2 separate regions of the Pan troglodytes genome follow, and region 1 is linked to region 2. The links are chromatin contacts, called in public HiChIP or PLAC-seq maps. All regions are on one chromosome and are shown on one strand. The core of a region is the stretch at or near the end of the contact, and the rest is flanking DNA. Distances in the headings are between cores, read along the strand shown.

What was found. HiChIP or PLAC-seq counts read pairs in DNA pulled down with a chosen protein or histone mark.
Region 1: an H3K4me3 HiChIP or PLAC-seq map of stem cell-derived excitatory neurons shows a contact between it and region 2, with 5 times the contacts expected there. The contact joins the promoter of GATAD1 here to the promoter of MTERF1 in region 2. A contact is called at or near these places in 1 of 7 Hi-C or Micro-C datasets (stem cell-derived neural progenitor cells) and 1 of 1 datasets of contacts at active chromatin or transcription factors (stem cell-derived excitatory neurons).

Annotation. Positions count from the first base shown.
Region 1 is chr6:101,822,063-101,828,022 of NHGRI_mPanTro3-v2.0_pri, reverse strand. GATAD1 (GATA zinc finger domain containing 1) reads right to left here and starts at 4,446. Exons shown (of 5, transcript XM_001166816.7): 1 at 3,904-4,446; 2 at 3,005-3,130; 3 at 1,126-1,185. The coding sequence starts at 4,152.
Region 2 is chr6:101,257,427-101,263,519 of NHGRI_mPanTro3-v2.0_pri, reverse strand. MTERF1 (mitochondrial transcription termination factor 1) reads left to right here and starts at 3,303. Exons shown (of 3, transcript XM_054655956.2): 1 at 3,303-3,373; 2 at 3,917-3,975. The coding sequence starts at 3,947.

The sequences.
Region 1 (5,960 bases), core at 3,197-5,696, 560 kb before region 2:
TTGGCTATGTGATCTTGGACAAGTTAATTAACCTTGCTGTGCCTCAATGTTCTCATCTAGAAAATGGGGATAGTAGTATCCACCTCATAGAGTGAACTGAATGAAATAAAGCATGCAAAATGCTCAGCCACTGATACACAGCAACTGTTTGCTAAACTTTAGATATTTTATTAACAATGTATTAAATGTTGGAAAAATAAGAGAGATGTTTGCCTGTGTACAGACTTTTTTTTGTTGTTGGTTTTTCCCAGCCCTGCTGAGGAATGCCAGTGTATCCCTGTGGGGAGGAACAGACTTCAACTATATAGATTGTGGGCTTAAAAAAAAGTATACTTAAGGGCATAATCACTTGAGTTTCTCAGTCCACCTGGGTCAAGTATAAAGTACTAACTCACACCACTGTCCCCTAAATGACAGTTCAGATCCCGAAACACCAAATAGCCTTCAATGGTTGTTGCCTGTGCTGTGCCAGGCCTGCCGAGCCTTGGGGGTCTATGTTCTAATTCCTTTCCTAAGACTTCTGGTTTAAACATAACAATCTGTCACTTCTCTCACTGAGGTATCAGATGTCCATGGACTTTGGCCCTAGGAAACCTGACCTCCTCATTCTTTTATCAAAACATCTTGGAATTCCTTTCACTATGAATTTCTAGTAGGTGTTAATCCTCACTACTGCCCTTACTCAGCTCAACTCCACTTAAAGGCATTTTAGAATCTCTGGGCCTACTCTACCCATTTGACACCACAGTCGACAACCTCTACTAGTCCAAATCCTGTCTCTGTCCTTCTCATTTTTCAATGCCATTGCACTAACGGCTCAGTCTTCCATGGCTCCACACTATACAATCAGCATTTTAAGAATAATTCCTACAATCTACACTAAAAAAAAATACTTAAGATCCTCACATCATGTGTCAGTAGGCACTTTCTCCTCCCACTTCAGCTCTAGATGAGATGTTTTAATAACAGCCACTTATGGGGGAAAACAGCTAAGAAGGGAACAAAAAGTATAATCACACCTTATACAAAGAAAGAGTAGCAGAGACCTTTAGACTAATCCAACATTTTAGTGGCACATTACCCACTAGGCCCAACTCTTCCTTCAGTAACTCTACAAAAGCTTACCTTGTAGAAGATTGATTCTGCAGTGATTATAGTGGAAACTGACTCAGGAGCTTTGATGGGCTATGAAAATACAAAAAACATTAGCACATTCATAGTATGTATGTGTCTACAGGCATTTTCCCAGCCCTATGAGAGTTCTGCAATTTGAGAAGTACTAAAATGTATTGTTTGGTGACAAGAACTGCAATAAAAAGATAAATGATTTTCTGAATGTTGTGGCAAAGCAGTCTATTTCCACTGCAATTTCTGCTACTATTAGCTTAAAAATTGCTGAGACAAAGGACAACCTTCTGATTATGCTGCTGAGATCTAATGCAAAGTCCTCTCAGAGCTTCACTACACATAAACATTCCAGTTATAAAAATGTACCTGCTCTAATAGCCTGAGCATGACAGAATGCAAGTAACAGAAAATGTACAGATGAATACAAAGTGAAAAAGTGTCTCCTCAAAGACATTTCCCAACTCAACTATGGAACTAGCCATAATACTCAACATAGGTTTTCTAGCAAGCTGAAACTAAGGCTTTAGAAACTTTGAGAGTTCTTAGTAATTTGCTACCATCCAACCATTTTTGAGATCTCTACTAAAGCTTCAATACATACTTTTATGCCACAACATAGAAAGTAGGCCTCCCCAGATGTGTCTTGCTTAGTACCACTGAAGAAAGGTTTCAGAGAAACGATAATGAAATAATTGCTGAGAACACGGTATACCATACTTAAAAGGAAAAAAATGTGCATATGTGATACAAATATCAATAACATGTTTTGTGTAATCAACAAATGCCTCATTTAACTATAAAAATCTTAAATAAATTAGAAGCAACTACTCTGAATAAGAAAATACTTTGGGGAAGGGAACATCACACACTGGGGCCTGTCGGAGATGGGGGGCAAGGGGAGGGAGAGCATTAGGACAAATATCTAATGCATGTGGGGCTTAAAACCTAGATGATGGGTTGATAGGTGCAGCAAACCACCATGGCACGTATACCTATGTAACAAACCTGCACATTCTGCACATGTATCCCAGAACTTAAAGTAAAATTTAAAAAAATTCATTAAATTAAATTAAAAAAAAAGAAAATAGTCTGCCATCTGCATAAGTCTACTGCAGGGTCCCTTTGTGTTTTAGAAATAAATATGGCCAACTTCAGAAACGTCTTTACGGGTAAGTGAAACATTCCTGTTCTGAAAGAAAAGAATATCATACTGAGACTTAAAAAAATAGTTCATAATGCACTGTCCACTGTGTTTGAACATTATCCCTTGTTTATAAAAACTGAGAATTTAATTGCAATAAAAATATGCTTTCAACTACTTCCAGCACAGGTCTTTCAACAATCTCTTTTCTTAGAGCAGAAGAGGAGATAAGGCTTAGCAAAATTTTTGACTCATATTCATCAAATACATCATCATCATAAGTCAGTAAGATACATTTTCTGGGGCTTTAATAACAAATAAATATGCAAATGATGAGTTCTAGTGTTAATATTTACTTAGATTTTTAAAGAATGAAAAAAAAAAGTTTTCTTAGTGTACCTGGCCATATCAAGAACCATAATCTCTCCTCTTCCTTTCCATAGAGAACCCCAAAAAATGGGCTCAAGGTTGATGTTTCTTTTAAACCCATATTTTATATTTTCCAGGGGAAAAAATAAAAGCTAAAAAAAAAAAAGGAAAGAGTATTATTAACTTTATAAACAGTGAGCCTCCTGCAACAGAGCTCATTCCGTTTTGGGGAATGTGGACCATTCCCCAGAATACTAAGGAAGGGCTACCAAGGGCAGAGTCCAAGTTCAATGGTGAGAAATGAAGGCAGTGGCAGGATACACACAACGTCATTACAGTAAAAGGCACTGTCCACAAATATCTTACATTTTTCAATTTAAATATATGTCTTCTCCCTTTTCCTTTGGTGGAGACTTTCTTTTCAGCAGCCGGAGCAGATTTGTATTTAGTGTTTCTGAGCCGAGCAGACCTCCTGTGAATTTCCTGCTTACTCTGTTACACAAACAAATTAAAGAACAAAAAGAGAAAGAAGTAAAAAGTGCATAAAGGTTGCAATACAATCATCTTACAAGGATCCCAGAGTATGTACTTTATAAGAGCATTTAACAATTAAGATTGCGCTTTTGCTTTTCAAGAGAAGTAATTACAGCAACTAGGCTAAGTAAAACCGGAAGTTTAGCACCCGGAATCTCGGAGCTCGCTGGACAGGCGTCTCCAGAGCCTCCAAAAGGTGTGAGCTGCTTGTAATAGGGCAGGAGGCGGGAGTAGGAGTCAGTCTTGACCAAGACAAACACTATTCATTTGTTGTGTCTACAATAGAGAAAAACACTTAACAACTTTACTCCCTAAGGCCAGAGAACGTAGTAGGTTATGGCGCCCCCTGCAACGGAATACTTAAGCTGCCATTTACAATAATGACATAATAATCTTACTTCATAACCTGATATGACAAAACCTTTAACAAGGAATGAGGTCCAGCGCCTGCATTTGTGGCATGACACTGTAAACGACTGTGTAGACATGTGTATATTGAGATTTTCTTAAGGGCTTTACATCTTGGTTCTTATTGCTTTGAATTTCTTACAATAACAGGTGCTTGGGAATGGGCCAAACGAAAGATCTCAGTAGGAGGTGGGGAGGGGCGTTCCAGCCAGCAGGAGCACGGCGATCCGGGAAGCCCGCGCCCGCCCGCTCCCAGCCAGCCCGTCCCCGCCCGCCTAGCACCTGGTCGGCCTCCGCCGGCGGGAGGGGCCGGAGGAGCTCACCTGCTTGCCGCCCCCGCCCCCGTTGCTCTGCGGAGGGGTGGCGGAGGTGCTGGCGAAGGTCGCCGCGCCGAAGCCGCCGCCGCCGCTGCCCCCAGTCCCTCCAGCCGCCCCCGAGCCTGCGCCCCCGCTGCCCGCGCCGCCCCGGCCAGTGCAATGATGGCAGAGGATCTCCCCCTGCGCTCCCTTCTTCCACATGGAGGACGACGTGGTCTTGCATACGCTGCAGGTGGGCTTCAGGCCCAGCGGCATGGTGGCCGGCTCGGGCGGCCCCCGCGGGCGCAGAGACACGGGAATGGCGGACGGTAGCCCGGCCGCCCCCTGGTCGGCCCGCCACTCCCGGCGATAGGAAGAGCGGTGAGGGCGTCGGCACCGAGCTGCCGGTGAAAGGACCAGGCCGCTGGCGCTGCCCCGTGGAGGCGGGAAGCAGGTTCCGCCGGCTCCGCTGGCGGAGGCCAGGATTCCCTGGCCCGAGGCACTGGGAAGCAGGACTGGGAAAGGGATCTGGCCGGGCGGGGGGACGCGGAGACTTCCGGCGGTGAGCTGGCCCCAGGGCCCCGCGCCCGACCGCCTGACCGGAAGTGCAGCACCCGGAATTACTGGGAGCTTGCTGCAGTTCCGCTTGCTGTCGCCTAGGGGCAGGGTTCTCAAACTTTTTGGTCTCAGGCCTAGAATTTGCCGGGTAAAATACAGGACGCCCAATTAAATGTGACTTTCAGGTAAACGACGAACAATTTTTTTAGCGTGAGTGTATCCCATGCAATAATGGTTTATCCGAGAGGCGTTTAACTGGGGGTCCTGTATTTTTATGTGCTAAATCTGGCAATCCAGGTCTGGCGTGGTGGCTCACGCCTGCAATCCCAGCAGTTTGGGAGACCAAGGCCGGCGGATTACTTGAGCTCAGGAGTTCGAGATCAGCCTGGCCAACGTGGTGAAACCCCTTCTCTACTAAAAATACAAAAATTAGCCGGGCTCAGTGGCGGGCTCTGGGGTAATCCCAGCTACCCTGGAGGCTGCAGCAGAAGAATCTCTTGAGCGCGGGAGATGGAGGCTGCAGTGAGCCAAGATCGCGCCATTGCACTCCAGCCTGGGGGATAGAGTGAGACTCCGTCTCAAAAAAAAAAAAAAAAAAAATCTGGCAATCTTACTTAGGAATCCTTTACACTCTTAAAAATTATAATTTGGACATCGCCCTACACCTCCCCCATGTCTGTACTTTTGTTTAGTTGAATTCAGAGCATGCCATTTACGGACATCGACAAAGGGTTCAGAAAATGCCATCCACTGACATCTATGTATTAGAAATTGAAATTGAGACATTTTACAGCCTAAGATGTCAAGCGCACATTCTTCAGCCTTTGGATAATATCGTTGCAAGTCCTGTGGACTCTGAAAAGTATACAGATTAGAGAATGCGGAGAAAATCGAATAGCTGGCTGTTATTCAATTCAAAATTGTTGGAAAACAGTTTTGGCTCTGAGGACCCAGCAGTTGACAAACAGCAGGCCTGGGACAAGAGCAGTATGAGAAGTCAGATCGCCTCTTTTAATGTCACTAGTCAGTACAGGCCTCGCCAGACAAGTCTCTCCTCAGCCTCACTTGGAAGAACATGCCCTCTCTTCATGATCCTGGGTTTCCTAGACTTAGTATCCTTGGAAAGGTCTTGATGAATATATTGTGGTGGGAAGCAGTGGGGAGAAACAAACGCCTATTATGTCACAAAACCACATTTAGTGCTTATAACAACCTTGGAATGAGATATTATCAGATTTTACTGTTAATTGGTGATCAACGGAGGCACTTCTATGTGGACTGGCTGTCATTATAGCTGCTGCCCTTGGCACCAATTTCGAGGAGGGCTTTGGAACAGCCCTCTGGGGTGTGGGTTGTGGCTCAGTCACCTCCCCTCTAAATCTCAGTTTCCTTAACAGTAAAAATAAGTTTCCAGGACTGTTATGGGGATTAGGGCCAACTGTAAAAGTGGCTGAGGAGACTAGGTAAAGAGTGTTGTCTCATTTTAGAACAATGCTGAAGGTGTTTAGAGCCTGCCATCCTAAAAT
Region 2 (6,093 bases), core at 2,054-4,553:
GGGTAACTTTATCTACCACTTTAATTAGCCTTGAACAACTGGGAGACATTTTATGCTTTATGCAAACAAAACAGCTGCAGGCAAGAGAATGGAATAAGGGAGTCCTGGGTAGAGACCTGATGTTCCTCTGAGGGCCCTCAAGTAAGTCACATAGGAAGCTAGCAGGTCTGTCTGTGAAGTTGATGTGGGGGTGGGGCAGGCATTTGTCTACTGAATCCAGGAGTCTGCGGGTGTTGTATCAACTGAAGGTAAGAGTGGGAGGAATGAAGGGCCACTTTCTTTTTGACCTTAATTGGGCTTGCTGAGATTCAAACATGAATGAATGGTCAATTGAGGGGCTGTGGTTTGCCAGAAATCTATTTGCATAAAGCAAGAAGGACACTTCCAGGGCAGAGGAACAGGCACATTTGGCACAGTCAAAAAATTCTTAATTATAAAAGGCAGAGGCACTTCTGAATACAGCACAGATTCTGTCTTCAGACTTGACTTTCAGCCCAGCTTCTGAGTATCTAAGTCCATCCAACGTGTTGGGATTACAGGTGTGAATCACTACACTCAGCCACTTTATTTTTCTTAATTACATCAACTTGGTAGGGACATGGGTCTGCTATGGTCCTGGGGAAGGAGATGGAAGAGGCATGTAGAGGAGAAGACATTCAGGCTGAGAGTAAGACCTGCCACTAGAAATAAGGTCCAGGAAGGCAGGGGCTTTGTCTTGGTTTCCACTACGTCCCCTAACTTGAAAACAGGGCCTGGAATGTGAAGGTGCTGAGAAAATGTTCATTGAATAAACAAATGAAATACAGGCAAAGTATATACAGGTCCTATTGTAAAACATCATAAAGGACGATGAGGCAGTAGTCATTTCTCTTACTGGAGGTAATGACATTTCAAAAATCACTGAAGAAATACAATAAGAAAGAAACCTAATTAATTATACAACATCCTAACCCAACCATTATTACACTTCTATTGTTATACTTTCAGTATTTTATAATATGCAATTAAAATAGATTTATAATCAGAAAATTTCTGACGGGAAATATGGAACTTATTTTCAAAAGAACCAATCTGCCTTTACCAACAAAATATCAGTAAAAACCAACATAGGTGATGTTACCTAAGTAAGTCTGAAATAATTATTGATAGCTAAGTCAACACAACAAAGTATGTGGTATAAATCTTAGAGTTACTGGTAAAGAAAATATAAGACATGCATTCTCTTGCTAGTTCCTACTGTATGGGTTTCAGTGTTCTCATTTGTAAAACGAGAGGGCTGGGGCTCAATAATCTCAAAGGTTATTTTATTTAATTTAATCTCTAAATTTTATTTTACATGCCAATTGTAAAGCAGTTTGTGTGTGTGTATATACAGAATATATAATAATATTAATTCAGACATAGGAGCTCCTTCCATGCAGAAGGAATATAGATTTTAGAAATTCACATTTTAAAAGCCATCTCCAATTTTTTGGGACTAATTTTTACCTGGAGGAATTGCAGTAAGTAGTTTCACTTAATAGATAGACTAATTATTAGTATTTTAAATTCCAAAAGATAAATCTTTATCCTTCTAAACCAACAAAACAGAGAGTTAATTAAAAACAAAGTGACAACAACAACCCAACTAGGAGTAGTCAAAGGGGAAGAGTGATGGTAAAACGTAATTGGTTCATTGGCATAGAAATGGGATAAACAGGCCGGGTGCGGTAGCTCACGCCTGTAATCCCAACACTTTGGGAGGCCGAGGTGGGTGGATCATGAGGTCAGGAGGTCGAGACCATCCTGGCCAACATGGTGAAACCCGGTATCTACTAAAATACAAAAACAAAACAAAACAAACAAACAAACAAAATTGCCGGGCATGGTGGCACGTGCCTGTACTCCCAGCTACTCGGGAGGCTGAGGAAGGGGAATCGCTTGAACCCGGGAGGCAGAGGTTGTAGTGAGCTGAGATCGCGCCATTGCACTCCAGCCTGGCAACAGAGTGAGACTCCGTCTAAAGAAAAAAAAAAAAAAAAAGAAAAGAAAAAGGAAAAAGAAATGGGATAAAGAAAATTCTTTTTCTTTCTTGAGACAAGGTTCACTGCGTCACCCAGGCTAGAGTGTAGTGGCACAATCACGGCTCACTGCAGCCTCAACCTCCCAGGCTCAGGTGATTCTCCCACCTTAGCCTCCCAAGTAGCTGGGACTACAGGCACCTGTGACCACGCCTGGCTAATGTTTGTACTTTTTGTAGAGATGGCGTTTCACCATGTTGGCCAGGCTGGTCTCGAACTCCTGGCCTCAAGCCATCCTCCCGCCTTGGCCTCCCAAAGTGCTGGGATTACAGGCATGAGCCATCGCGCCCGGCCAGAAAATTACATCATTAGGCTCGTACATGGAGGAGTTAGTAATGCCTGAAATTTTTCCTCTTTGTAGAATTCAGGGTCAACCCTGTTGATCCTGTGTTTTTTTAAGGACCAAATCACCATCGTCTCCTGAGGATAACTCGACAGACACAATTAATTCATTAATGTAGATACTATCTTTCTTTTGATGGTCACAGGAGAAGTGCCTTGAATTGAAGCTTTATCTCCTCCATTGTCACCATCACTAGGCAGGTGAGGCTGACAGGACCGAGTGGCTTAAGGCAACGCCTCGGGAGGGAGCAAAAACGCATCCACTGTGGAGATGAGGTTTCGGTTGCCTCCATTCTTTAAATAGCGCAAACCCTCACAATGTCAAAAGAATCATATTTGAATTCGAACTGCAAGTAAGGAAATCGAAGTATACTAGAATTGATTCCCAGCCTGAAGGCGGATGCTGAATTCAGACCAGCAGTGACACTCCAGGATTTCCACGGTAGTTCATTAAAGGAAGAGAATCTGGGACTAAACAGACAAGAGTCTACACCCGCTTATCCTGCACCAAAAAACGCCGAGATGTTCATCGGCATCGCGTTAGTCACATTAGCAGCAGCAATCGCATTATCAAAAACTGCAACACGCATGTAAATAATAGCTACTTTCCCACCACGTGTCGTCGGCCGGCAGTGGATGCCCTCTGTAGGATCCCTATAAGATGCCTTACAGTTCCCCACGGACATCTGCCCAGGCGACTGGGAGTCCCAGGCCCCACCCCACCCTCCAAACCCCTTCTTTGGCGTTCAATACCCCGCGCTCACCGCGGTCTCTTGCTGCCCCCTGCCAGGCCCCTAGCGTCGGGCTACGAAGGGCTGAAGTACCGCCATGAGGGGGCGCAGGACCAACGACATCACCTCTGCGCCGACCCGAGGCCGGAAGTTAGTCTTTTCCACTTCCGCTCCTCCTAGCCGCTCGGGACCCCAGAGGCGGAAGTAAAAGCCAACTACAGCGGATGGGTGCAGTTCAGGGTGAGATTTGGAAGGTGGTGAGGCTGTGCTTTCCTTTCTTTTTGTTAAGAAGTGGGTGTGGGTGACTGCTGTGCAGTGCAGCCCTTTGCAGATTTGTCTTTGGAGGAGGAAGAGGGATGGAAAGAGCCTTCGGTGTGGAATTACCTTGGTTTTGAGTTAAGAAAGACCCACCTGGGTTCGAACCCTAATGCTTCAGCTAGCGAAGGCAGGCTAGTATGGGAGCTCGGCGCTGTTTCAGATTTTGTAATTTTAAGGCTTATGCATACCTTTTAAATTGTTGTGGGGAGTAAAGCGAGACAATATATATGAAGCACTTAGCTTTGGTACAAAACGTATTCGTGATTCCGCTACCTTTTCCCATCATATGTAGGTATGTACTTGCCGTGTTCTTTTCTGTATGTCTGAGAAATGTTGTTTGCAAGAGGTAATGCATCTCACGAGAACATAATGCAACGAGAACGTTAGCTGGGATCTATCTCTTATTTTGTATTAGGAAGGCCTGAAATATTTTGCCTTTTTTGTGTGTGTGTGTGTCATTTCCAGAGATAGCTGTTCTCCAGCCTTTCTGGAGGGATGCAGAGCCTTTCCTTAGGACAAACAAGGTGAGAAATGCATGTAAAGATCTCCAAACTTAGCTTGCTGTATCAAAAGAAGACCAGCTGGAATGTGGTATTTTAGGGTCAGTGATTAGTTATTTCCATTAACAGCCTTTTTAACAGGCCAGTTGTGGGGCAGAGGCGAACGTAAATATTTTTTTAGACAGCTCATACTACAAGCATAGAGATTTTCAGTGTGTTTGTTAAGTTTGAACATTAGCCCTTTGGATAATGGTTTCGGTTAATTAAAAAGTCAATTTGAGAAATAGATCGAAGTCAATTTTTGAATAGGTACCATTTTTGAAATTTGTACGTGAGGAAAGTTGCTAACTTTCTTGTATTAGGCTATTTAGATGTTCATTTACCCTGCTAGATATTATGAGTATTTTGAATGGAGATCCGTTGCTAAGAGTAAAGCATCATGGAGAATTTTGAAGTGTGACTTTTTTGGTACTAGAAACCGAAAAATAGATAAAGATAATTTGTATTTTCCATTGTTTTTCACACCAAAGGCCAGTTTTACTTGTTTAAATTTTTTCGTCTGACTGCAAAGTAACACATATTCATTAAATAAAGTCCCAGTATTTCAGAAGTAGTACATAGCCTCTAATAATCTTTCAGAAATAACTGTCATTCCACTTCCCCCCCTGTATATATTAACGTCCCCCTCCCCGCCTTTAATATACATGGCATTATCCATACTGTTAAGCAGTTTGTCATGTAGAATATCTGACATCTTTTGATTGCAGTAGATCGGCCTTTATTTTTGGCACCTTTGTAGTATATTGCATAGATGTACCACAATTTATTAATTATTCTATTGGTGGCCATTTGGGTTTCTTCTTCTTTGTTATAGCAAATAATGTTATGATGGTCATCCTTTTTCTTTCTTTCTTTTTCTTCTATTTTCTTTTTTTTCATGAGACAGATTCTTGCTCTGTCGCCCAGACTGGAGTGCAGTGGTGCAATCTCAGCTCACTACAACCTCCGCCTCCCAGGTTTAAGCAGTTATTGTGCCTTAGCCACCTGAGTAGCTGGGATTAGAGACATATATCACCATGCCTGGCTAATTTTAGTATTTTTAGTAGAGATGGGGTTTCGTGATGTTGGCCAGGCTGATCTCAAACTCCTGGCCAACATCTCAAAGTGGTGAGATTATAGGTGTGAAGCCACTGTGCTTGGCCTAGTCATCCTTTTTCATAACAAACACATATTGTCTTTTTTTCTTTTTGAGATGGGCTCACTCTGTCATCCAGGCTGGGGTGCAGTGGCTAGATTATGGCTCACTGCAGCCTGGATCTCCTGGGCTCAAGCAGTCCTCCTACCTCAGTCTTCTGAGCAGCTGGGACTATAGGTGTGTGCTGTTACAGTTGGCTAATGTTTTGATTTTTTGTAGAATAAGGGTCTCACTTTGTTGTCCAGGCTGGTCTCAAACTCCTGGGTTTAAGCAATCCTCCCACCTTGGCTTTCCAAAATGCTGGGATTACAGGTGTGAGCCGCTGCCCCTGGCCCTTTTTTTCCCCTTTGGATAATCTCCAAGAAGTGGAAATGCTGAATTAAAGGCTATGAACATTTAAAATTGTGGCAGCTGGTGCCAAATTCTGGTCCATTAACAATATTTGAGAATTTCCTCTGTTTCCTCATATGTTCATTAACAGTCAATATTATTAATTACTGTTTCTAAGTTTAGCTGAGACCACACATGTCATTTTTAGAGTAAATTTACTGCATTTTAGTATTGTAATCAAGACCAAATTTCTAGGTTTAGCTGAGACCACACATGTCATTTTTAGATGTCATTTTTAGAGTAAATTTATTGCATTTTAGTATTGTAATCAAGATCAAATTTCAGTTGCCAGTTGTAAGTCCATTTCAGCTCTTGTTTTCTATAAATAGAAAGCTTAGTTTTAGATTCCTTAGTAATAAATTATCATAAAACAAATGGTTGATTTCAGTGGTTAGTATTTTAAAGTAAGTTAAGGATTTGAGGGAAGATTATATTTGAATGGGACCTTGTCGTATGGATAGGCATCAGGAGGATGGGCCTTTCTAAAAGAAAGAACAACTTAAGCAAAGGTAGGGAGACAGGAATGGGCAAGGATGTTTGGGATCAGAGGTTTGAGA